Regions from separate parts of the Mus musculus genome. Here regions 2, 3, 4, 5, 6 and 7 are each linked to region 1. Evidence: chromatin contacts called from public Hi-C, HiCAR-type, HiChIP or PLAC-seq and promoter capture Hi-C data. All regions are on one chromosome and are shown on one strand. The core of a region is the stretch at or near the end of the contact, and the rest is flanking DNA. Distances in the headings are between cores, read along the strand shown. Region 1 holds the start of Tmem170b (transmembrane protein 170B). Region 2 holds the start of Edn1 (endothelin 1). Region 3 has its middle 120 kb from the start of Phactr1. Region 4 overlaps Hivep1 (human immunodeficiency virus type I enhancer binding protein 1). Region 5 overlaps Gcnt2 (glucosaminyl (N-acetyl) transferase 2, I-branching enzyme). Region 6 has its middle 31 kb from the start of Gm32833. Region 7 has its middle 48 kb from the start of Edn1.

Evidence for each region. Promoter capture Hi-C pulls out the DNA fragments that hold promoters and counts their contacts. A called contact is a pair of places that touch in the nucleus more often than the background predicts. HiCAR-type assays count read pairs that join an accessible place to other places. HiChIP or PLAC-seq counts read pairs in DNA pulled down with a chosen protein or histone mark.
Region 2: a promoter capture Hi-C map of embryonic stem cells shows a contact between it and region 1, with 4 times the contacts expected there. The contact joins the promoter of Edn1 here to the promoter of Tmem170b in region 1. A contact is called at or near these places in 11 of 39 promoter capture datasets (the 3T3-L1 cell line, cranial neural crest, embryonic stem cells and 6 more), 1 of 484 Hi-C or Micro-C datasets (forebrain) and 8 of 115 datasets of contacts at active chromatin or transcription factors (acute myeloid leukemia, astrocytes, bone marrow-derived macrophages and 4 more).
Region 3: a contact with region 1 is called in a promoter capture Hi-C map of liver, with 2.8 times the contacts expected there. The contact joins the enhancer-like site here to the promoter of Tmem170b in region 1. A contact is called at or near these places in 8 of 39 promoter capture datasets (the 3T3-L1 cell line, 3T3-L1-derived adipocytes, embryonic stem cells and 4 more).
Region 4: a contact with region 1 is called in a HiCAR-type map of astrocytes, with 2.1 times the contacts expected there. The contact joins the enhancer-like site here to the promoter of Tmem170b in region 1. A contact is called at or near these places in 5 of 115 datasets of contacts at active chromatin or transcription factors (astrocytes, bone marrow-derived macrophages, microglia and 1 more) and 1 of 9 other capture datasets (adipose tissue).
Region 5: a contact with region 1 is called in a Hi-C map of embryonic stem cells, with 5 times the contacts expected there. The contact joins the enhancer-like site here to the promoter of Tmem170b in region 1. A contact is called at or near these places in 1 of 39 promoter capture datasets (3T3-L1-derived adipocytes), 1 of 484 Hi-C or Micro-C datasets (embryonic stem cells), 1 of 115 datasets of contacts at active chromatin or transcription factors (pancreatic cancer cells) and 1 of 9 other capture datasets (adipose tissue).
Region 6: an H3K4me3 HiChIP or PLAC-seq map of bone marrow-derived macrophages shows a contact between it and region 1, with 6 times the contacts expected there. The contact joins the enhancer-like site here to the promoter of Tmem170b in region 1. A contact is called at or near these places in 1 of 39 promoter capture datasets (the 3T3-L1 cell line), 2 of 115 datasets of contacts at active chromatin or transcription factors (bone marrow-derived macrophages and microglia) and 1 of 9 other capture datasets (macrophages).
Region 7: an H3K4me3 HiChIP or PLAC-seq map of bone marrow-derived macrophages shows a contact between it and region 1, with 5 times the contacts expected there. The contact joins the enhancer-like site here to the promoter of Tmem170b in region 1. A contact is called at or near these places in 4 of 39 promoter capture datasets (the 3T3-L1 cell line, hematopoietic stem and progenitor cells and liver) and 5 of 115 datasets of contacts at active chromatin or transcription factors (bone marrow-derived macrophages, embryonic forebrain, forebrain and 1 more).

What each region holds. Positions count from the first base shown.
Region 1 is chr13:41,604,168-41,607,151 of GRCm38.p6, reverse strand. Tmem170b (transmembrane protein 170B) reads right to left here and starts at 1,270. Exons shown (of 3, transcript NM_001163572.2): 1 at 840-1,270. The coding sequence starts at 936. Gm32184 (a long non-coding RNA gene) reads left to right here and starts at 1,076. Exons shown (of 3, transcript XR_382252.4): 1 at 1,076-1,593.
Region 2 is chr13:42,300,172-42,303,176 of GRCm38.p6, reverse strand. It overlaps Edn1 (endothelin 1), which reads right to left and starts at 1,701. Exons shown (of 5, transcript NM_010104.4): 1 at 1,219-1,701. The coding sequence starts at 1,282.
Region 3 is chr13:42,559,863-42,563,002 of GRCm38.p6, reverse strand. No RefSeq gene overlaps it. Among named protein-coding and RNA genes, the nearest start is that of Phactr1, 120 kb to the left of the region's middle. Within about 2 kb of position 1,347, at least 7 of the 459 cell types and tissues checked have an H3K27ac peak or open chromatin away from gene starts, as enhancers often do.
Region 4 is chr13:42,148,636-42,151,562 of GRCm38.p6, reverse strand. The region is part of intron 3 of Hivep1 (human immunodeficiency virus type I enhancer binding protein 1); the gene reads right to left. Among named protein-coding and RNA genes, the nearest start is that of Gm32778, 37 kb to the left of the region's middle. Within about 2 kb of position 1,657, at least 82 of the 459 cell types and tissues checked have an H3K27ac peak or open chromatin away from gene starts, as enhancers often do. A contact at or near this core is called in astrocytes and bone marrow-derived macrophages, where this site is marked.
Region 5 is chr13:40,906,647-40,909,505 of GRCm38.p6, reverse strand. All of the region lies in intron 1 of Gcnt2 (glucosaminyl (N-acetyl) transferase 2, I-branching enzyme), which reads right to left. Gm31683 (a long non-coding RNA gene) reads left to right here. Exons shown (of 3, transcript XR_382246.4): 2 at 1,769-2,797. Among named protein-coding and RNA genes, the nearest start is that of Gm31683, 9.7 kb to the left of the region's middle. Within about 2 kb of position 1,470, at least 63 of the 459 cell types and tissues checked have an H3K27ac peak or open chromatin away from gene starts, as enhancers often do. A contact at or near this core is called in adipose tissue and embryonic stem cells, where this site is marked.
Region 6 is chr13:42,370,839-42,373,834 of GRCm38.p6, reverse strand. No RefSeq gene overlaps it. Among named protein-coding and RNA genes, the nearest start is that of Gm32833, 31 kb to the left of the region's middle. Within about 2 kb of position 1,429, at least 4 of the 459 cell types and tissues checked have an H3K27ac peak or open chromatin away from gene starts, as enhancers often do. A contact at or near this core is called in bone marrow-derived macrophages, where this site is marked.
Region 7 is chr13:42,252,386-42,255,366 of GRCm38.p6, reverse strand. No RefSeq gene overlaps it. Among named protein-coding and RNA genes, the nearest start is that of Edn1, 48 kb to the left of the region's middle. Within about 2 kb of position 1,301, at least 19 of the 459 cell types and tissues checked have an H3K27ac peak or open chromatin away from gene starts, as enhancers often do. A contact at or near this core is called in bone marrow-derived macrophages, where this site is marked.

The DNA.
Region 1 (2,984 bases), core at 21-2,520:
TCACACAGATTTTGAAATAGTAACGTTCAATTGGAGTTAAGACATTTTAAAGAACTGAGTTTTTGTTTGGGGTTTTGGTTGTGGTTTCACAAAAGCAGCTACTCCGGAGTCAAACTGTTGACCCTACTGCTTTCCAGTCAATATTACTCTTTAGACGCTATTTTTAAAACTCGGAACTCAAAAGAGTTTAAGCACTTCCACACTGAGAAAACCAGAAGTTTCTTCACAAGCAAACCTGCATATGAAATCATATTATGTGTACTAATGCTTACTCTGACAACCTGATGCTATAACGTAGCTAAACCCCATTCCCAATCACATTGATTAATGAAGGGAAATACACAGAATTCTCCAATTTCACAAATACAGCAACTTGAAGCCAGGAGACAGCCAGACAAAAGGAAATAGCAGAGAAGACAACTGTTTCGACTGCTCTAGACCTTGGTCCAGCCCCTGACCCCGCTATTATCTACTTAGTCATATCTCTCTCTCTCTCTCAACAAATAAAGGAACGAACGGTCGGTCCACCGTGATCACGGTGAGCAGGCAATAGGAGTACTGCAATTGGTTTGACATCTGTCAGCAAGAAAAAGGGCTAAACCAGGAAAGAAAGACTAAAAAAGATCGAAACTGCAAGAAGCGGTGTATGTGCGTGCGCGCGCGCACGGGGAAAGGCGGGGGGGGGGGGGGGGGTTAATGACAGAAACATGAACTGTGATCCAGTCGGGGCACTGGCGCGACTCGCGCGTGCTCCAGCGGCCCGCACCGGGCCGGGTTTGCGGACGCCCCGAACACCCGTGGAGTGGGTCCCCCACCGCTCCCTCCGCCCGGCGCATTACCCGTGAGGTTCCTCAGCACCGTGCCATGGGCCCAGAGGCTCAGGACCTGCTGCACCGACAGGTTGATCATCGAGTGGTCGGCGCCCTCCGCCCTCATCGTCCCCGCGGGGCGGCAGCGGGGCGCTCCGGGGGGCGCCGCTCGGCGGGTGTCGCAGGCAGCGTCCTCCCCGCCGGGGAGACATCGAGGAGCGCTGGCGGGCGAGGCCTGGGGCCGCGGGAGGGACCGCCGCTCCCGCTCAGGGCCCGCGTCGCGCCGCGGGGGCCCGCCACGCCACGAGGCCCGGGTCACGCCGTGAGGCCCGCGCGGAGCGGCAGCCGGCAGGGGCAGGCCGCGAGACGAGGCTCATCGCGGGGACGCGCGACGAGGCAGCGGCGCCCGGCCGCGGCACCTGCCGCCCGCCTGCCGCTCGGCCTTTGGGTAGCCAACACTCGAGGAGCCGCCCCCTCCGCCCGCGACCGCCCCGGGGCGCGCGCATGCGCGTGTCCGCTCCTCGGCCCCGCCTCCCCGGGGGTGAGCGGCTGCGCACGCGCACTGCCTCCCCCCCGCTCCTCGCGCGCGCGCGCGCGCCGCCCTAGGCACCCGGGAGCTCAGGCTGTCGTCGGCTCCCAGCGTCCGCCCGCAGTGGGGCGGAGGGAGCGCCACCTACGTCACTGGCGCCACCGCTGGGTCTCGCCGCTCATTGGCTGCTCCGAGGGAACAGACTCCAAGCCCCTCGCCCCCTCCTGACTGCGCGCCCCCGGAAACCTGAAACCGGTGAGCTGGGCGGGGATGAGAGAGCTGTGTATAGGTCCCGGGAGCTGCCAGGATTTTTGGAGCCTGCGCTTCGCTGCTCCAGATCCTTCCCTCTCCGTGAGGGCGTCTGCGAGCAACTTTTTGCAAAGGTGTAAATGCTCAAGATTTCATTTGTAGGGTTGTCTGAGAGTGCGTCCAGTGACCTGGATACGCCCCTCCCTTTGCTAAATCTACTAAAACAGAAATAGATCCTCTTTGTCATTTCAGCCAGTCTTCTGGCCGGCCAGCAGTAAAATACGAACTCCCCTTAGCTGCAGGATCTGAAACCACTTATTGACGCAGGGCCCCGTAGGTGTCCGAATGAATCCTCCTGGCCAAGGCTGGCTCTAGCGCTTCTTCCAGATAGGACTCTTTTCATCTAAAATTGTGAATCTCCCCAGCACTTAAACTAACTCAGCTTCGTCTCCCTGTCCTTCAAATCCAAGGTCAGCCTCAGAAGCATCTTAACTCCAGTTATGCTAGTTACAGTCTTCCTTGATGTTTGAAACCTTTTAACTTGAAATTAAAAAAAAAAAAATCGTGTTTGCATAAAAAACGTTAGTGCTCCTCACCCCATCCCCCTCGCCCAATTCCATCTTTTTCCAAATACTCTGCTGCTAAAGTTTACAGAAGGAAGTGAAGAAAGAATAGCTAAGCCAATCAAGTGTTTTTGCCCAGTAACTGAAGATTCGAATTGCCTAAATATTGTTGCTTTTGGTGAGCACCTTAAAAATGACAATAATGTATATGCAGGTTTATATTTATGCATGTTTTTGTTTTGCTCCCACAATATAGAAAAAAGTTTGGGCGTCATTAAGAGGAACCGTACTAAAACCTACTATGGTGTAGGGTTCAATGGCTGAATTAAATGTCAATTCAGGAGTATAGACTATCAGACATAAATGAGTTTAACATCAAATTCATTTTAGATAAAGAAGGGGCTTCATTTCTTTCTTTGTTGTTGTTGTTGTTGTTGTTGTTCTTCTTCTTCTTCTTCTTCTTCTTCTTCTTCTTCTTCTTCTTCTCCTATTTTTTTAAATTCTTCCTGGCAGCCATAGTATATGTCCTATCTTTCTAGTCTGAATTAAAGTTCAGAATGGGAAGTTAACCTCATGGTGCTGCGAAGGGATTTAACATTATTAGGTAACATGAGCACATTCACTGACAGATATAGCCAAGCCTCCGAAGGACATGTTAAACTCTCCTGTCGTCAGCTTACAAAATGAACCAGAAAACCTGCTTAACTAGCCAAAGAAGAGATGTTTGTAACAACCGCAGAAAATCACTCATGCTAATGGAGGGCTGTGGTTGCACCAACTACACAGAGGTCCCTTTTGTATCAGCAACACCCATCCTACTACTAGGCTGCCAGG
Region 2 (3,005 bases), core at 452-2,951, 700 kb before region 1:
AGTCCATACCTGAGACATAGAATGGCACAACTCCCATAGATTAAACTGACAGGTGGCCACCAGCAAATAATATAGACTGCCTATTCCTGGCTATGGAGACATGTTCCCTACTCAGGATAAACTCTTTAGGGGTTTCCACCCCATTCCAGCGTGTGTAGGGGCACAGACCAGTCTAGGTGGCATATGGGTGCCTTTTTATAATAGACAGAAAGCAAAAACTTTCAGAAAATGCCTGGACACCGAAAAGAAACTAACTTTACAATATTCACTTCAGGTGGGAGACAAGTTGCCACTGACGGAAGAGAAGGTACAGCTGCTCAGGGAACCCAGGGAAAGTACCCCGTGGGTTCAGAATTCAGAATCTTTGGGCAGCACAGCTTGCTGTGGGACTTGACACCTCCCTCTGGCCCAACACAGCATCGCCGCGCAGTTTATCTGCTCGATTTTGTTCATTCCAAACGATCAGACACATTCCAGGGCTTTCACCCTTTTGACATCCTTTCTCTTTGCTTAGGGTCATGAAAAGACAAAAAGAGGGCACTGACCCTCAAAAAACAGGATGGGAGGAGAAAAGAACCAGCTGTGGCCCGTACTGTCTAATTCCTTAATCAGGCAGGAATGATCCCGGCTCCCCTCCCAGGACAGGTGAATACAACTGCAATAGAGCTCACAGTGTTTGAAGATGCCAAAAACCTGCCAAATGAAACCTTAAGTCAATAGTGACAAATTTTAAAGAAAGCATGTGCTTCGCCCTGAAACCGCCTGCGGGGTTATTCAGCGCATGGTTGATCGGCAGGTGATTTCCCTGCTCACGGTGTGCCTGCATGACCCGAATAAAATTCCTTGGCTTTAAGTTGGAGTGTTTCAATATTTTACACATTAGCGCACTATCAAGACAACGTTTGAATAAGCCCCTAAATGAACCGTGCAACCCTAAACACACTTATTTCAAAATAGATTTTTGCTTCAGCTGTACTGCTACAACGTTATTTTGAAGCTATGCGATACTCGGTTGTAGTCAGTTGTATTCAAACAGGGGTTTTATTTCTTTCGCTTCACACAGAAGTTAATTAATTGTAAGGCACTTGCTGCTGGAGCTTCAGTAATTAAAAAAATAAATAAAAAGGAAAGAATGAAAGAAAAGAAAGAAAGAAAAGTGGAAAACAGAAGCGATAACTGCGCTGCGCTGAAGTAGAAAGATTCGCAAGTGGCGCCTACCTGTTTCTGGAGCTCCTTGGAAAGTCACGAACAGCAGAGAGAAGATCACGGGAAAATAATCCATTCTGCAAAGGGGTCAGAAGAGTGGGGAAAAAGGAAAAAAAGAAAACTCGGTTGCAAATGGAACTCAATGCAAAACGAAGAGGACGGTGTCTGGTCGCTCTGATCGCCTCTGGGTTTTTTTGTTTTTTGTTTTTTGTTTTTTTTTTAGATCTCAGCGCGGTCCTCAGCAAGTGGCCCTTCCACTGGGGCGAAAGCGTCGCGGGCAGCCGGGAGGCAGCGCGCAAGGACAGCGGAGCAGACCGGGTCAGGCTCTCAGCGCCGGTGCAGGAACGCTTCTGACTCGGACAGTTCTCCGCCGCCTTTTTATATTGAACCCCTATAGAGTGGGGGTAAACAGCTCTGACTTTATTCCAGCCCTAAACAATGTTATTGTGTGATTAGTCACCCACAGGCAACGTGCAGCCAGAGATAAGACCCGGCTCTAGAGGAAATCACGGCTAACTTCAGAGGCAGACGCCCGCCGTCTGACAATCCAGGGGCAGGGCTAAGAAAAAGAAAACACCCACTAGACAGAGACCGCTGCAGAACCTGCAGAGAGCAGCAGCCCGCTTCCCCTTTTGCTAGCTGCCAGCCCCAGAGTTCAAGAATCAAGAGTTTCTCCAGAAGCAAAGTCACCCCATTGGAATGAAAAGTATGAAGTACAATTAAATAGATTGTATTGTGCGCGCGCAGGGGGGTGGGGTGGAGGTGGGGCTGATCATTGTTCACTTGATTTTCCTTTTATGTCTTTCTGATCAAACAAGGGGACGATCCCCACTCTTCGCTCTTGAATCCCAGCTACTGGGGCGGGCGGGGAACCAGATTAGTTTGGAAGATCACCCTACTTTTCCACCACCACCCCTTCCACCAAGTCTTTTCTAAACTAAAGTACTTCGCATTTGAGGTGAGAAAGATTCCGTCAGGAGTTAGCAAGGAAGGAAAACTAAATAATAATGATAACAACAACAATGTGGTTTTGTCAGGTACATCCTTATCTCCCTAGTATCGCCGATCAGAAGTACACGTACACACACACACACACACACACACACACACACACACACACACACTCGCCCTCCAATATTTCTTGTGCCCAGCCTCTCCCTGGGAATTGCTGCTATCGCGAAGGATCTTGAGAAATGGCAGAGACGACCGCCAGGGGGAGATGGAGAGCTGCAGGGGCTTATGCTTTAATAAGATAAAACAACTAAAGCCTCGGCTTCTAAATGATTAGTAACAAGCTGTGGCCAGGCAGAGAAGGGGCGCCTCACATACTAAAGAGAGGTGGCTTCAGGGCATTCCATTATTCCCTTCCCCGACTTTCCAGAGTCTCCTCCACATCACTTTGCTTCTTTACTCGGGCAAACCTGCGGTCTGTGCTTGATTAGAAAGCTACAAGGGGGGTGTGGGGAGGGAAGGACTGCCGATGCTGAATATGTGCATCAGATCATACCTCACCCTTTAATAACGTGTTTACATTTTCCAAACAGTTTCCTGTCTATTTTACCATGAAAGACTCCCTCCCCCAGGTGTCCATGGGTTATTAAGGCACAAGTGACAACATGTCTTCATGAATAAAGCAAAACACACAGAAAACACGTTGGCTTTTTTCAACAAGCTCCCGGAATGCCCATAAGCTGGAAACAACACACAGGATCCACGCAGAGTGGTTTCCCTAGGATGCTACCACAAAGGTCCCTTCTTCATCCCGTCTTGTTTGACTTCAGTTTTCCCTGGGAGTAGAG
Region 3 (3,140 bases), core at 98-2,597, 960 kb before region 1:
TACACATTTCAGTTAACAGAGAAGAAAAGGGGTTATTAAATCTATGTTTTTAACCATCTCCCTTACATGGCCTAGGGATTGGATGATGTCTTTTCTTTTTACATAAAGAGAAAGCTTGGCTTTCTCCTGACCTCTCTAGAAGCTTTCTCACCTCCCTGACTCAAATGAAGCTCTAACCAAGACTGAGAAGAGACAAAGAGGTGGCACACTTTCTGGCCAGCAGTAAATGCTAGTGTCTCATTACCATATTTCCTGCACTGTTGTGGTGGCATCCCGTAGTCCTCCTTCTGACAAACATAGCTGAAGGGAGGGGCATGTACCTCAGGTTTGGGACTAAGCTTGGCTTTATATGCTGTATTTACTTCGCACTAATCATTTGGGGGGGGCATAGACAGAGAGATAACATATCTCCTTTTCATGAGGGTCCCCAAGGGACCACACGCATACAATGTCGCTTCATACCACATAAACAATATAACACAGAGGACTCCTTCTAGCATAATAAACAACCTGAAGTCCCTGTGTTCTTGACATTGACAATGCTTTTTCAAGTTAGATCAAAAAGGGGCTTTTTTTTTTTTTTTTTTTTTTATCTTGGTGTCTGTCTGAACAGGGCAAAAGGTCAAAAAAAAAAAAAATCCTCTGTCCTGTGATTCAGTGCAGTAGATCTGCAAGTTTGATCAAAATGAATTGTGCTATCAGTGTGTGGAAGCCACTTCTCCTTGAGTGTGCAAGGCATAGAAAGTTATTTTAGATGTCAGTTCTGTCAGGTCAGATATAGCTTAAATTGCTTTTACTCTGACAACTTCACTAGGCCTAGTAGAATAGCAACCAGTTCAATAAAGAAATGATGTTTAAATTATCAATTTACCACTGTACATCCTTTAGTCTGAGTTACTAACTCAATATAGATGTTTGGGGTAGCTTCTTTAGGAGGCTTGTTTTGTCTCTGAAAGGAGATTAGTTGGAGACTAAGCTCTCTGAGGGATGACAAGCTTAGATGAGGACTCCACTTAGATGCCCATGATTGGTTGATGCTTTGGGAAAATCTCTAATAATTATTATTCCCATCGTGCACATATGACAGGGAAGTACTCAACCACTGAGTGGTATCTCCAGCCTAAAGTTTGAACCCCAACTTCTGGCATTTTACTGCTCCAAATTAAGGGTTGCTAGCTTCCTGTAGAGAAACTAGGTGAGCAGGATACAGCCACTTCCATAACAGAGATCACATTGTAAACTGGACAAGGGAGAAAAAAAAAGAGAGTCCCACAGAAATGAAGAGTCCCACGGAAACAATGTATCCTGTGACCATGTGGTTACACTTTTACCCCATCTTGACTCACAGCCTTTTCTACCCACGTCCCTTGGGATTGCTTTAGGTTCTTCAGAAAACTCCTGTCCCATGTCAGCTGCCAATAGCCTGGGGCTGGAATTTAAGACTAAATACTGGACAAACAGTCATGGTTTCCACAGAAGCTGCCTAAATCATCTTTTTTTTTTTCAATTTTTGAAAAATCTTTTTGGTAATCAATCTTGAGTGTCAATTTGATGGGATTTAGAGTCACTTAGGAAGTAAACCTCTGGCTGGGCTGGGCGGGGTGGGGTGGATATTCTTAAGAGATGTTTGAGGAGGAAAGAAGAAAGGGAATCACAGCCTGTGAACCAGAGTTCCAGAGTCAGTAATAAAAAAAAAAAGCGAACCTGCTCCGCTGTCCCTACTTGCGGGGACACCGTGACCTGCCACCCCATACCTGAGGCTGTACTCCCCCCACCATGGGGGAACTCTGTCCTCAAACCGTGAGTCAGACAAATCCTTTCTTCTTCAAGTTGCTTTGTCCACATAGTTGAGAAAAAGAACGACTAGATCTATTACACAGCTTTTTTCCCCTAAAATAACTTAAGTGTTGTTTTTTCCTTCCCATAAAACAAACAAACAAACAAGCAAACAAACAAAATCAGAGACAAAACCACAACCAAAACAAAGATATAGTCCCAGAATTTTTCTCAGGGTCATAGTCATTGTGGTGGTGAGTAGTGATTGTTGACTTGACAGAAGTAGAGTCACCTAGGAGAGAAGCCTTGGGGTGCAGCTGTGAGGGGTTATCTAGATTATGTTAATTGAGGTGGTCCTCTCACCTTAACTGAGTGTTTCTGTTGCACGAATTGTGGTCCTGGGCTAAATAAACAGGACAAAGCAAGCTGATTACCAGTCTTGGTCTGTCTCTGCACCATGATTGTAGATGCTGTGTGGACTGCTGCTTCCACCTTTGATGCTGCGATTTCTCCAGCACTATGGACTATACCCCCTGGCTATGAACCCAGACAACCCCTTTCTCCACTAAGTTGGCTCTGTTTGAGTATTTTACAACCACAGCAGGAAAAGTAACCGGCAATATTCTCTGCTTACCTGTTTCACTGGTGACTTAGATGCCAATGGTACGTTACAGACTCCTGATAGGAATATTGGACAATGAGAAGCAGTTGAGATCTGTGTCTAGTTAGTTCGAGCATCACTGTTTGGTAAAGAAGTTAGGGCAAGAGCCTATCATGCTTGGCTATCTGCGACTAGAGTACACATTTGAAAATGTGTTTTCTCAAGAGACACAGGTAGATGATGCAAGAAAGGTCCATTTGGATCGTAATAGACTTAAAATGCAAATTCAAGCCATTGCAAAGTCTTTTACCATATTCTTTAGTCCCTGACCAGTGTTCTTGATTCACATTGTATATGGGATCCCTCATATACTACCTGTTAGTGGAAGCAACCAATATTCAGTTTAAGCACATGGCTTCTCTCCGTTATTAGCACTAGGAGCGCCTCAATGATTTCTGAAATACACCTTGTCCCAATTAGAGGAAGATGCATAACATGGCATCAGCAGAGGGTGTCTGGGCAAACTCTGCAGCTGTTTGCACAACCTGTAAACACACAGTCTCACCCAAAGACAATATCTTATAATACAATAATAACAGAAAATATCTTGAGTCAACAATCAGAAATAACCTCTTTGACGTCACACTTTGAAGGAAACATTTGCACAGCTGGGGGTCTGACCTACACTATAAAAATTACTTGCCAAAGTTGCTTCCGTCCTCCCCGCTTTCCACTCAGGGCTGTCTACAGTTTGGGATGGTTG
Region 4 (2,927 bases), core at 408-2,907, 540 kb before region 1:
TGCATATATATCCATCTGGGTGTGTGACAGTCTATATGTCATGAAGCATGCAGAGTTCAGAGGACAACTTATGGAACTGTTTCCCTCTACGATGTGTGTATCACATAAATCTCCTCCCACTGCCAGCCCACCCCCATTTTATCTCATTTCATTCTCTTAAGTTCGAGCTCTTGTTAATAATATTTATGACGTCATTAACTTTGGTGTTCATGGTCACACTCAGTTTCTGCCATATTGATTCCTATCTTTCATGTTCTCCCTGTCTTTCTCTGGCTGAGAATATGGAAGGGCAGTCCAGTCACTCAAGGACACACGCCAGGCCTTTTTGAAGTTGCACCACCCATTCCTTCTTGATTCTGCTGGATCTCTATGAGAGGTGCTCGGGAGGGGATCAGGTGATGGTGCTGTGCAGAGGGGGACTCCGAGCTTCTTCCAGGGCTGTGTCAGACTGAAAAGCTGTCAGCAGTTCTAGTAGTGATGGTAGTACTCTTAACAGAGGCAAAGCACAAGGCTTAAGAATAGTTTTCCAGAAGTTCTACAAAGGTTTCCTGGCTTTATATGGGAGCACTGAGCTGGTTTGAGAGGGGAGGGGGGCCCTTTACTTGGCAACCACAGACGCTCACTTCCCCATGCGTGTGTGGGACTGTGGACCACAGGTGGACAGTGAGGACCAGTCATTGTCAGCAGGAAGATGGCCAGGCTAATGATGGCAGTGCAGTTAACGTAACACTACAGAACCGTTTAAAATAATTACTACGATGGCACGGCAAGCTGAAAATTGTGATACATGAAGTATACAGGCACATTCTTTTCTGTCCCTAGAGAGAGGTCTAGGCTAAGAGGCAGATATCTGGGAATGCACAGTGAGGGCTGTTTTTTGTAAAGGTAAACAAGTGACCAGCCAAAGAAAACATGCTGTGGAGAGGAAAAGAGGCCTGATATTAGAGGCCTGGGTAATTGCTAGACTTAAGGCTAAGCTAGGAGTGGGAATCAACAAGGTAGGACCTGGAAAGATGCAACGACACCCATGACAGTGAAGAACCTGGGCACTCCTGTGGCCCAGGGTGTTAAACACACACGATGGCATTAAGGAGAGCGACCAGGCTTGTGGCATAGGAATGGGGAGGATGGGCTCAGGTCTGAAAGCATGGTCAGTGGGACCCAGGGGCCAAATCCACCTCAGCCACGGGGCTAGTGTGGGGAGGGGGGCTGAGCTCAGGGCCCAGCTAAGCTGGATCTCTCCCTGGGAAGCTGGACAGGAAGGGCAAAGCCCAGATATTACTAACAGGGGAGAAGGGCGATTTCTCAGGGTGAGAGGCTGAGTGTGTGTGCAGACAGGAAGCTCTCCTCAGGACAGAGGAGGAGACTGAAGCCACAAGACAGAGAACTAGGCAATCAAATGCATAACAAAGAGGATGTATAATCAGGAAGCTAGGGAGGACAAAGACAACTGACTATCGGGAATGAAGACACGTTCACGTAGGTGGCACATCTCTGACTCAGTCCTGGGCAGGGAGCAGAAGGAAGCACTTTCAAGTCAAGGAGGTTTCATGAACGTGGTGTGCAAAAAACGCGTTTAAAACACACATGGGGAACAGCATGCAAACCAGGCTGCACACAGACCAGCAGAGTGAGAGGAAGGCACAGTGGGAAAGGTATTCTGCCAGCAGCTGATCCTCAGCCCTGAATACAAAGCAGGAGAGGTGGGGATTTACACAGTAGGCACAGGAAGCCACAACACTTCACTGCCAAGCTCTTCCTTCCCTCCAGGAAGATGATCAAGAAATATTAACCAGGAATATATGATCAAGTAATGGTAATGTGGTGGCGGCTGCTTAAATCTCACCTATCTTTCCAACCTCTTATCTACTTCACTCTTACACCACTTAAAGAAGACTAAACTGCCAGCCTAAAATGCTGTATTGAGAAGCAATTCAGCGCTCACCAACAAAGCTACAGCAGAGGACAGAGATGCGGCCCTGTTAGGAAGGGGCGGAGCACGCACACATGCAGCCTGGATCCCCCGAAGCCACACTCAAGAAAAAAGAAGAGAGGAGGAGAGGAGGCAAGAGGAACACAGGGGAGGGGAGGGGAGGGGACAGTGTGACAGTGCATGTCTGTGATCTTAGCACCAGGCAAAGTGGAGACAGGAGGACTCCTGGGCTAGTTGGCTAGCCTTGCAGAATCCTGAGCTCCATGCTTGGTGTGTGAAAAAAAAAAAAAAAAAAAAAAACTGTCTCAGAAAACAAGAATAACTCAGGAAGAAACCAGTGTCAGTGCCTGCCCCCAGTACATACACGCAATGCACACACATGAATATATACGTGCATCTACAGCACTCCCATACATACGAAGGCAAAACAAAGACTTAATCCGAAACTTCCCTGTCAGGAGACCTGTACTGAAACGCTGAGCCCGTTAACCTGAATCTAAGCTTATATATAAGATCTGGAAGTGTAACGGGAAAGGAATCCTAAGATGGCTGGCATTACTGCTCTGCTTTGAAGTCCACCACCTTAAAGATGCTCTCATGAGCATAGCCATGTGGGAAGCAAAACAATGGCCAGCAAAATGTGACCTCCCTGATACCTGGAACAAGTGTGCAGGTTTCTTTAAGTGCTAAAGAGGCTGTGCTGGCCTGATGAGGTCATGGACTTTGGAATGAAGAAATTACCCTGAATTACAGTGAGATCCTTTCAAACTTCACAGCAGAGTCTCTGGCTAACCAGCAGTCAGGTAAGAGACTGGGCTAGAAGATTCGACCTGCCCCTACTGGCTACAAAGCTACAGAGAAGCCAGGGTGTGCCGGAGAGCGAGAGCCCAGGGTAGACTGTAGATGCAGAGTGTCCTCAGACTCAGGGGCCCAGAGTCCTGACCCCAAGGCAATTGTGCTCAGAGGTGGAACTTTGGAGAGTTAGCTGGACTGA
Region 5 (2,859 bases), core at 221-2,720, 700 kb after region 1:
AGTCAGAGGAAGGCCACAGGCTATCTCAGGCTGATTCCTGCTCTCTGTTTTTTTATTTTACTCTCGTAGGCTGCATACTGCCATTTGAATGCCCCTGACATCCACTGTTAGCATCTACATCCCCCCCCCCCCCCCCCCGCATGAAGGCACAAGGTGCTGGAAACCTTGATCATCCTTACATAACCAGAGGGAAGCTCATTTGACAGCGTACAGTGCTGGGTGGATGAACAGTTTTGACAAGTAACTGACGCTTTTAACCTCAAGTTCCTCCTCTGTAGGATGCAGATAGCAGAGGCCGCCATGTGCATGGTGGGGATTAAATTGGCCCGTGTGCACAAAAGCACTTGCATATGCACTCCCTGGTTTCTAAGGGGGTGACCGAAAGACTCAAGAGTGGACATGTTTGTTTGGCTAGCCCTGGACGTATCAGGGCAGAGTCCAATGCTACCATTATGCTTGATGTCTGTGTCTGCCTTGGTTTCCTTTTTAGTTCTTCTAAAGATGGAAATATTAAAAACATAGTTGGGAGCCAAGCATAGTGGCGCCTTTAATCCCAGCACTCAGGAGTCAAAGGCAGGCAGATTTCTGAGTTTGAGGCCAGCCTGGCCTACAAAATGTGTTCCAGGACAGCCAGGGCTACACAGAGAAACCCTGTCTGGAAAAACAAAAACAAAAACAAAAACACCACAAAACACACACACACACACACACACACACACAAAAACCCAAAAAACAAAAAACCAAAACAAAACAAAAAAACAACATTTGGATGGGCTTGGAGAGATGGCTCAGTAGTGGTTGAGAGCACTCACTGCTTTTCCAAGGGACCCAGGTTCTATTCCCAGTGCCCATATGGCAACCCACAACTACTTGTAACTCCAGAACCAAGGGGTTAACGGCCTCTTCTGGTACCATGTATGAGGTACAGAAGCACCTATGCAAGCAAAACACACATACATATGCAACTTTCATAATACGATTAGTCTTATAGGCCTCTTACATGATTGAAATAGGCTAGCACGGTACAGTGACACAATTGTGTATCCTGATATCCTGAGAACATTCGCTGCCCTCAATGTGCCTTAGTTTCTCCATTATTAAATTTAATTGGGCTGCGGGGCGTATATTTTTTTGAGACAGGATCTCTTTTGGCCTAGTCTGGACTTGGACTTTACTATGTTGTAGAGGCTGGCCCTGAACTCGTGATTCTCTTGATTGGCCCCTCCTCCCACCAATTACAAGAGCTGTGTGCCTGCATGGCTCAGCTAAGGCTTCCAATTTCAAAGGCAAAGGGTCTAGAACAATGATGGCATCTGTGTGAAAAGCCACCTGGGTCTTCTCCCTCTATAATCCCGCCTGCCTAACTTGCTCTTTCTGAAGCACTTTTCTGCTTCCTTAGGCAGCCCTGCTGGGTAGCTGCGATTGCTCCTTTTGCCAGCTGTAACTCTACCTAAGCCAAAAACAAACCCAGCAGAGAACAGGAAACCTCAACCCTATGTTTTATAAGTGTCTATTTAGTTCCATGTCAAAGAACAGCATAAGTAACTTTTTGTCTTTTGAAACAACCTTTATCTGATCTCTGCCAGCTCCTTGGGAGAAAACAACAACCAAAAGTTGCAAATCCATGAGACAGGTCTCCCCAGCTCTATCTAGGTCTAAATCTGAGTGCTCTTTGGGTCTCTTCTCACATCAGCTACTTCCAACTGGTTCCCAGACCCACAGACGGAAGGTCCGGTTAATTGGGTTGGTTTGTTTGTTTGTTTTACAGTACTGCTACTGGGAACCGAATCTCTGTCTCCCACAAGCTAAGCATGAAGTCTCCACCAAGCTCCAACCGGACTGGGAGACGAGACATTTTACAACATAGCTGCTGCCAGAAGCCTGTATCTCCAGGGTCCCATTGTCTGCACATCTCCAAATAAATGGAAACACAACAAGACAGCTGGTTGCTTTTGCTCAACTTCTAACTTTAATAACCCTATGAAATTTCTGAAGTGGTTTTTAGTTTACCCAATCCACAACAGAAAAAGTCATTTGAGACAGTTTATTAGGACAGAGTTCTTGGGCAAATCACCAAATTCGGACATTTCTTTTGCTCCCTGGGAAAATTATAGCTGACACAAACTTGCCTGCAAGATACGTCCTTCCTGTACAAGCATAGTATTTGATTCCCCGCTGATCGAACCGGCTTTCCTTTCAAAGTGCTGGTCCAGGGAACAGAGATTATTTAAAAATTATTGTCATAATGTATTTTTTCCTTTTCTCTCCTTTTTCCTTTCTCTCTTCTCTTTTTCTTTTCTTTCACTGTTTTTTTTTTTTTTGTAAATATGAGCATTTACTCAGTTTCAAAGTTGCTATACTTGAAGTCACTAATGTTTAAAATGAACGTAACTAGCCAGAAATCTTATTTTGCCTAAGACAGTGAAACTGTGCCTGCAGCACCATTTGCGTATTCCATCAGAATTTGTTCGAGTGTCTGGAAGCTGGCCTATCTGTACTGACAGGAGTTGCTGAGCTACAGGAGAAAACCTTTCTGACCAGCCAGTGAGGCACAGAGCAGTTATCACAGAAGGCATCGCTGAAGAAAACAGAGATATCTAAGGTGCTGAGTCTGGCCTGAAACTATGTAGCTAAGGATGACCTTGAACTCCTGCGCTCTCTACCTGCTGAGAGCTTGGATTGCATGTACCAGTATATACAGTACTAGAGATCAAACCCAGGGAGTTGTGCATCTCCTAGCAACCGAACTACATTTTCATTCTAATTCTTGATTTCGACATGCCTTGGAAAGAGATGGGTGAGTGGAAATGGGTCAAAGAGACTCAGGGTAACCAGGTATCGCTGTTTGCCTTTGTCCTT
Region 6 (2,996 bases), core at 180-2,679, 770 kb before region 1:
GGAGTCATGAAAATCCTCGTTCCCTCATCTATACAGAGGCAAAGAATTACATGGCCCACAAATGATGGGGGATGGGGGGTGTAACAAAGGGGTCACCTCTGCCTGAATTCCCTAAACAGATTGAAAAAAAATCCCATAGCAATAATGCTGCCTGGTTCCATGTTAAACTCGTGACTGTACGCCTAAAATAGACTTTGCAGAGTGAGGACTCTGAAGGGTCAGGCACCATTGCGGAGTCCATCATCCTTGATGTCCATTCTCACCTTCGTCTCCTTAAACGTTAAACCTTCCCTCTTTATTCATTTTTAATATGGTATCTCGTTTCCTACTTTATAGTTTACATAGTATTTAAGGGACAAAGTACCATTTGCATAGTAACCAGAAGTCCACTAACTGGTACATAGGTGAATGGATCTACTCTCTTCTCCCTTGGCTGTAGGTGCTGACTGATAACCTGTTGCAGGATTTTCTCTGTCCAATCACATTAGGGCAGTGGCAGGCCTGTGATTGGACAGGAAAAGGGAGACAGAGCTAGGAGTTTGGGGGACAGGGAGAGAAGGAGGGGAGGGAGAGAAGCCAACATGGAGGCAGACGAACCGTGGTTTTAAACAGCTACAAGTAGCTAAGATTTTCACAAGGTTAGAATATTTGGGTTAAAGTTTTATCTTTATCAAATGGCTCTGAAATTATTGTATTGTCATCATGTAAATTATGACTTACTGTTATATAAATCTGATTAGATTATTAAGCTTTAAGAGTCGTGTTTCTACTGGGTAACTAGGTGTTGAGATGGCTGATCATGGGGTGTGTGGGGCGTTGCGTAGAAGCGAGATGAACTCAATAGCTGGGATGAGATTAGCTCAATGGTGAGAACACATTGTGTTGAGAGTGTTGTGGCCGGCCAGTACTGGTACTAGAGCAGGACACGGTGGGGCAGGAGAGAAGGTGGGTTGACTTTTTTAATATTACCCCCAACAATAACCCATAGCTATAGCATACAGGCAGTAGGCCCATCGCCTCACCAGAACTGAGTCCTCTCTCGTGACTCGCAGTGTCCTTGTGCCCTGCTGTTTGATTTCTGCCACTGTACACGAGCGCCCTATAATGTCCCCCATTTGCTCAGCCCCTCACCTTGGCTTTCCTCCTTTGCTTTTTGCTTTTTAATTTACTTTGAACTTTTAGAGACTAAATTTCTCAAAAGACTTTCAAAATTTGTATCTATTCTTATTGTGTGTGCTTCTTCTACTCTTTTTTTTGACCCAAATCTGATCTGGTTTTTTTCTCTCCCTTCCACATTAACAATTCTTATAAAATCCACCAGAGGTTTCTTTATGATGAAATCTAAAAGCCAGTTTCCAATTACTTCATGTCCAAATAGTCCGAAAGCACTGAAGCACTTCCTTCATTTGGCTTCCAGAACCTCTATTTCTTCTCCACCCTAACAGAGGATTTCCCCCATCTCCTTGGTTACTTCCTCTTCCTCAACCCCATCTTCCAAATGCCCTTTTTCTGCCTACCCATATTAACTAATGAGCCAAGCCAGCTACATGGCTATAATCTCTGAACGCCAGCCTGCTGCTCCTGCCTCGTTCCTGTGAGCCTTGACTTCAGTTGAGCAAAGTGAACTTCGTGCATCCAAATCCAGGTGCCTAGGTTAACTCCCACATCAATCCTCCCCCAACCGTTAAACAGCAACTTTATAATTGTTCAGCCCAACAACATTAGAGCCTTTCCTCTTATCTGGTCTCCCACCTTATAACATCTAATTATTCAGTGAATTTCCTAGACACTGTCTCTAATATAAGTGTCCCTAAGATGTCCCTACCACTCACACCTCTGCCCTTTCCTTGGCTGTCACCAACTCTCCCCTTGTCCTTCCATCACAAGCAACTCTGCCTCCAGGTTTAAGTTCCTACACCCTGATTTCCCTATGAAATGCATAAAATATTCATCTATTCAAGGCCCCCAACATCATTGCCTGGTAACTTAACCCCTCACCACTGGGGCCCTGTCTCTCACTTGTTCACTTTGTTTCGTCTGCCATGACCTTGTAGAAAGTCCCTGCGTATTGGACAAGATCGGGACTCAGGACATTTGCACTTACCTACCTACCTGCATTCCTCAAAATTTCTCCCAGGATCAGACTCTCACTAGCTTGCTACCCGGTTCCTCACGTCTTTGCCTAGTTAGGTCTCTCAACTTGTCCCTAATCAGGAAAGCTTCCCCCCAAGCCCCCTCTGTTAAATATCGATATTAATTCGCCATCTCCTCTTCCCCTTTTCATGCTGTGTTTTTCCAGGTAGCACATATCCTCCTGGGGCATGCCCCAAAACTTACTCATTGCCCAACTCCATTACAATGGGCGCTCCGTGTCCTTGCTATGCAAAAGCATCTGTAAGCCAAAGGAAAACTGTTTGTTTGTTTTTTAAACAATAACCTAAAGAACATTAAGACAGACAGTGCATCAATGATTTGAAAAAAGCAGGCAATGCCTTTAAAGAAAACATCATATCAATTCTCAGCCTAATAACCTAAGTATTTGTACAGGTCCTGCTGGGTACTTATCTTGCCATTATTAAGCTCCTATTGTCTACCAGGGACAGCACCAGGTACTTCACAAGAGTTAATCAATTGAAAGCTCCCTGAGATTAGCACAATTTTTTGTTGTTGGTTTTGTTTTATTTTGATTAATTTTGTTTTGCTTTCTGAGACAGTCTTCTGGCCCAGAACTCACAGTGTAACAGACCCTCTGCGGTCTACCACCCAGGTTCTGGGACCGTATGCATGTATCACCATATTTAAATTCCTTTTTCTAGAAGGCAAAATTGAATCACAGAAAACCAAGTAACTGACTCAAGAAAGCACAGTATGTAGATATGACAAGGCAAATGATAACCCTGACAACACAGTATAAACTGGAAGAAGGCCATGTTTCCCTTTCCTAATCTGGCAAACAGGTTCTGCTTGAAAACAGCACTAAGTGGACAGCCATATTC
Region 7 (2,981 bases), core at 52-2,551, 650 kb before region 1:
TGAATCACTATGACTGTAAATACTTAATAAAGCAAGTATGTAGAGTGCTCAAGAATGTACCAGAAAATGGTCTGGAGAGATCCTTCACTGGAAAAGAATGGGCAAGTGGGGCAATGTCATCGAGAGAAAACATTATATGCAGGTCACAAGGAGGGCTGGGGAAGCAGAAGGTCATAGTAGTCAAAGCATGTTTGGACAGGGAAAGACAGAGCCAGGGCAAGTGGCAAAGTGAGCATAGATTCAAGGCATGCAAACAGGGGCCAACCTCATCTCAGAATATTTCATTAGCACCTACCTAACGCCCTTAAAAGATACATTAGAGATAGGCATGGTGGTACACACCTTTAATGCCAGCACCCATGAAACAGGGGCAGGCAGATTTCTCTGAGTTCAAGGTCAGTTTGCTCTACACTGAGAGTTTCAGACCAGCTAAGGCTAAATAGTGAGACCTTGCCTCAAAAAAAGCAAAAGATATACACATATATATATATTTTTTAAAGATGTGAGTTAGGGCTCATGGAGTAAATGTACTTGTTTCTAAAGCCCTGTCCTGAGTTTGCTTCCAGGAACCCTCGCCAAGGTAGAAGAGAATGAATTCCAGGAAGTTGTCCCCTGATTGTCACATGAATACCTGTGCTCATTCACACATCTCTCTCTCTCTCTCTCTCTCTCTCACACACACACACACACACACACACACACACACACACACGCATGCATACACAATAACACTTAAATTAAAAATAGAATTATTTAAAAGGCATGACTTATAGTTTAACACCCACAACTAAGCTGTGTACGCTATGAGACACCATATGTTTACCAAAAACTCACATGACAACAATGTCTGAAGGGTTAACATAGAGAGCCCCATCTGACAGATTTAAAGACCGAGGCACAAAGAATAAAACCACCTACCTAATGCTGTGCAGAAAGATGAGTTGGAATCAAAGCAATTTGACCCCAAAGCTCACAGTCTCCCTTATTTTCCACACCACCTCCTACTGCAGGCTATTAGACAGCCGCAGACTCTGAGCTCACACAACGGCTCAGTTTAAGTCATATTTTCCTGTGCTTTGGTGAATGACCATTCCCTTTCTCTGAGTTAGCCATTCACCAGGTCAGCCTGGTCATAGAATTGCACCTTCTCTTGAACAATCCCTTCAACAGCTCGAGCTATCCCACACCCCGTGAAAGCCTTTGGTATCTAGGTGGACCAACTCTGGTCAGACTATAGCCTGGGTCCTACTTGTTGCTTTGCAACAAAGACAAATATGCTATTGAGGAAATCCTCTCAACGCTGTGCCCTTTTCTTCCTCATTCCAAATAAGTTGCATTAGTGCACAGTCATTTACCTAATGGGGCTGTGGTTTAACTTCCTTCTCGGAAGGCTTATATGGAAAAGCTGTAAAGATAGGTGCAGTTCACCTCGAACAGTGTGGAATGGCTGTTGCAGGAGAAATTTCCACTACTCCAACTTTGTTTTCTTTGGCACACTGAGTTAATATGCACTAGCTGTGTATGCTGGGGCAATTTGCTAGAGAGAGCACTTAAGAGAGAGTGGAAGTCATGATGGAGTCTTCAAAAAAGAGTCACTTAGGCAACTGTCTCCTATGCAAAGAAGAAGAAGAAACTGGTTCCAATTCTAAATGAGGTTTCACTTAGAAGGTAGCAAATGAGCAATTGTCCCTTAGCACCACTGATCGTGGAGCAGTGATGAGCTTCAAGTGAAAATGCAGCTGTGCCTTTACAAATATCTTTAATCAATTTTCCAATTTTATTAACAGTGTGTCTCTCTCACCATGATCCCTAAAGGCTTAGGAATGGGCATTCTGCACTGTCCACAGTGAAAATATCTTCCTGATTATGAGTAGACTCAACTAATGATTGAAAATTCAGAATAAAAGTAGCTTTGAACTGGTTTGCACAACTACTCACATAGATGAGAATGCTCCAGGGTGGCTCCATGGCTCCATCACAGTCTGAGTGTCTAGTGCTTTCTACACAATATTGCAGCATCTGCAGCACAGAACAGGACCCCATCCAACCATCACATCTGCATTCCAGACATCAGATTTTGTTCTAACAGAACAAGATAAAGTTCCATTATTTCCCATGAATAACAGCACCCACCAGTGTTGCCGGATCCTCACCTCTTCCACTGAGAGAGAGAGAGAGAGAGAGAGAGAGAGAGAGAGAGAGAGAGAGAGAGAGAGAGAGAGAGAGAAAGAGAAAAACAGACGACCAAGGGTAATTGTATCAGTCCTTTTACTCTGTGTGTGTGTGTGTGTGTACTTTATTTCAATGTATACAACAATTCAACCCCTGTTACACAAAAGAAAACAGAAACAGTTTCAACAACTTCACACATCTAATAAGAAGTTCAAGTTTGGGGGTGATATTCTTTGGTCTCCATTAGGCATAAGTCTGTCTATGAATGCTCTTAGGAAGCTCGGGACTTATACAGGCTTTCTGATACAACACCATAGGTATCAATATGTTGATACCTATGATTTTGGTATCAATATCTTGGCAACTTTGGTATCAAAGTGTTGATACCTTTGTGATACAACACCATAGGAATCAAGGTACCAAGAATACCATAGGCACAGGACGAACTGCAGACAACCATTTATCCCACTGAGATAGAAAAGTGAGAATCAGTTTATAAGTATTTGTTTTTGAGGATGGTCAGATCCAATGGTTAGAAAGTGGAAAGAAAAGTGGCTTGCCTTTCAGATAGGCCTTCATCCCAAATCCTGGGAAGAATATCTTTGTATAATGTCACCTAGGGGCTCTGGCTCTCCCACTTGCTGTGATACTCTGAAGCATGTGCCCTCCCTGAAGCCATCTTCTCTCTTGTCACCTTCTGCTGAGCTTGGCTGGAGGAGAGCAGATGGCCACCTTTATACAACACGGGCTTGCTGAATTGCCAATATGAGACTTACAGCTTTGAATTTTAATTCAGCTTCTAAGCAACT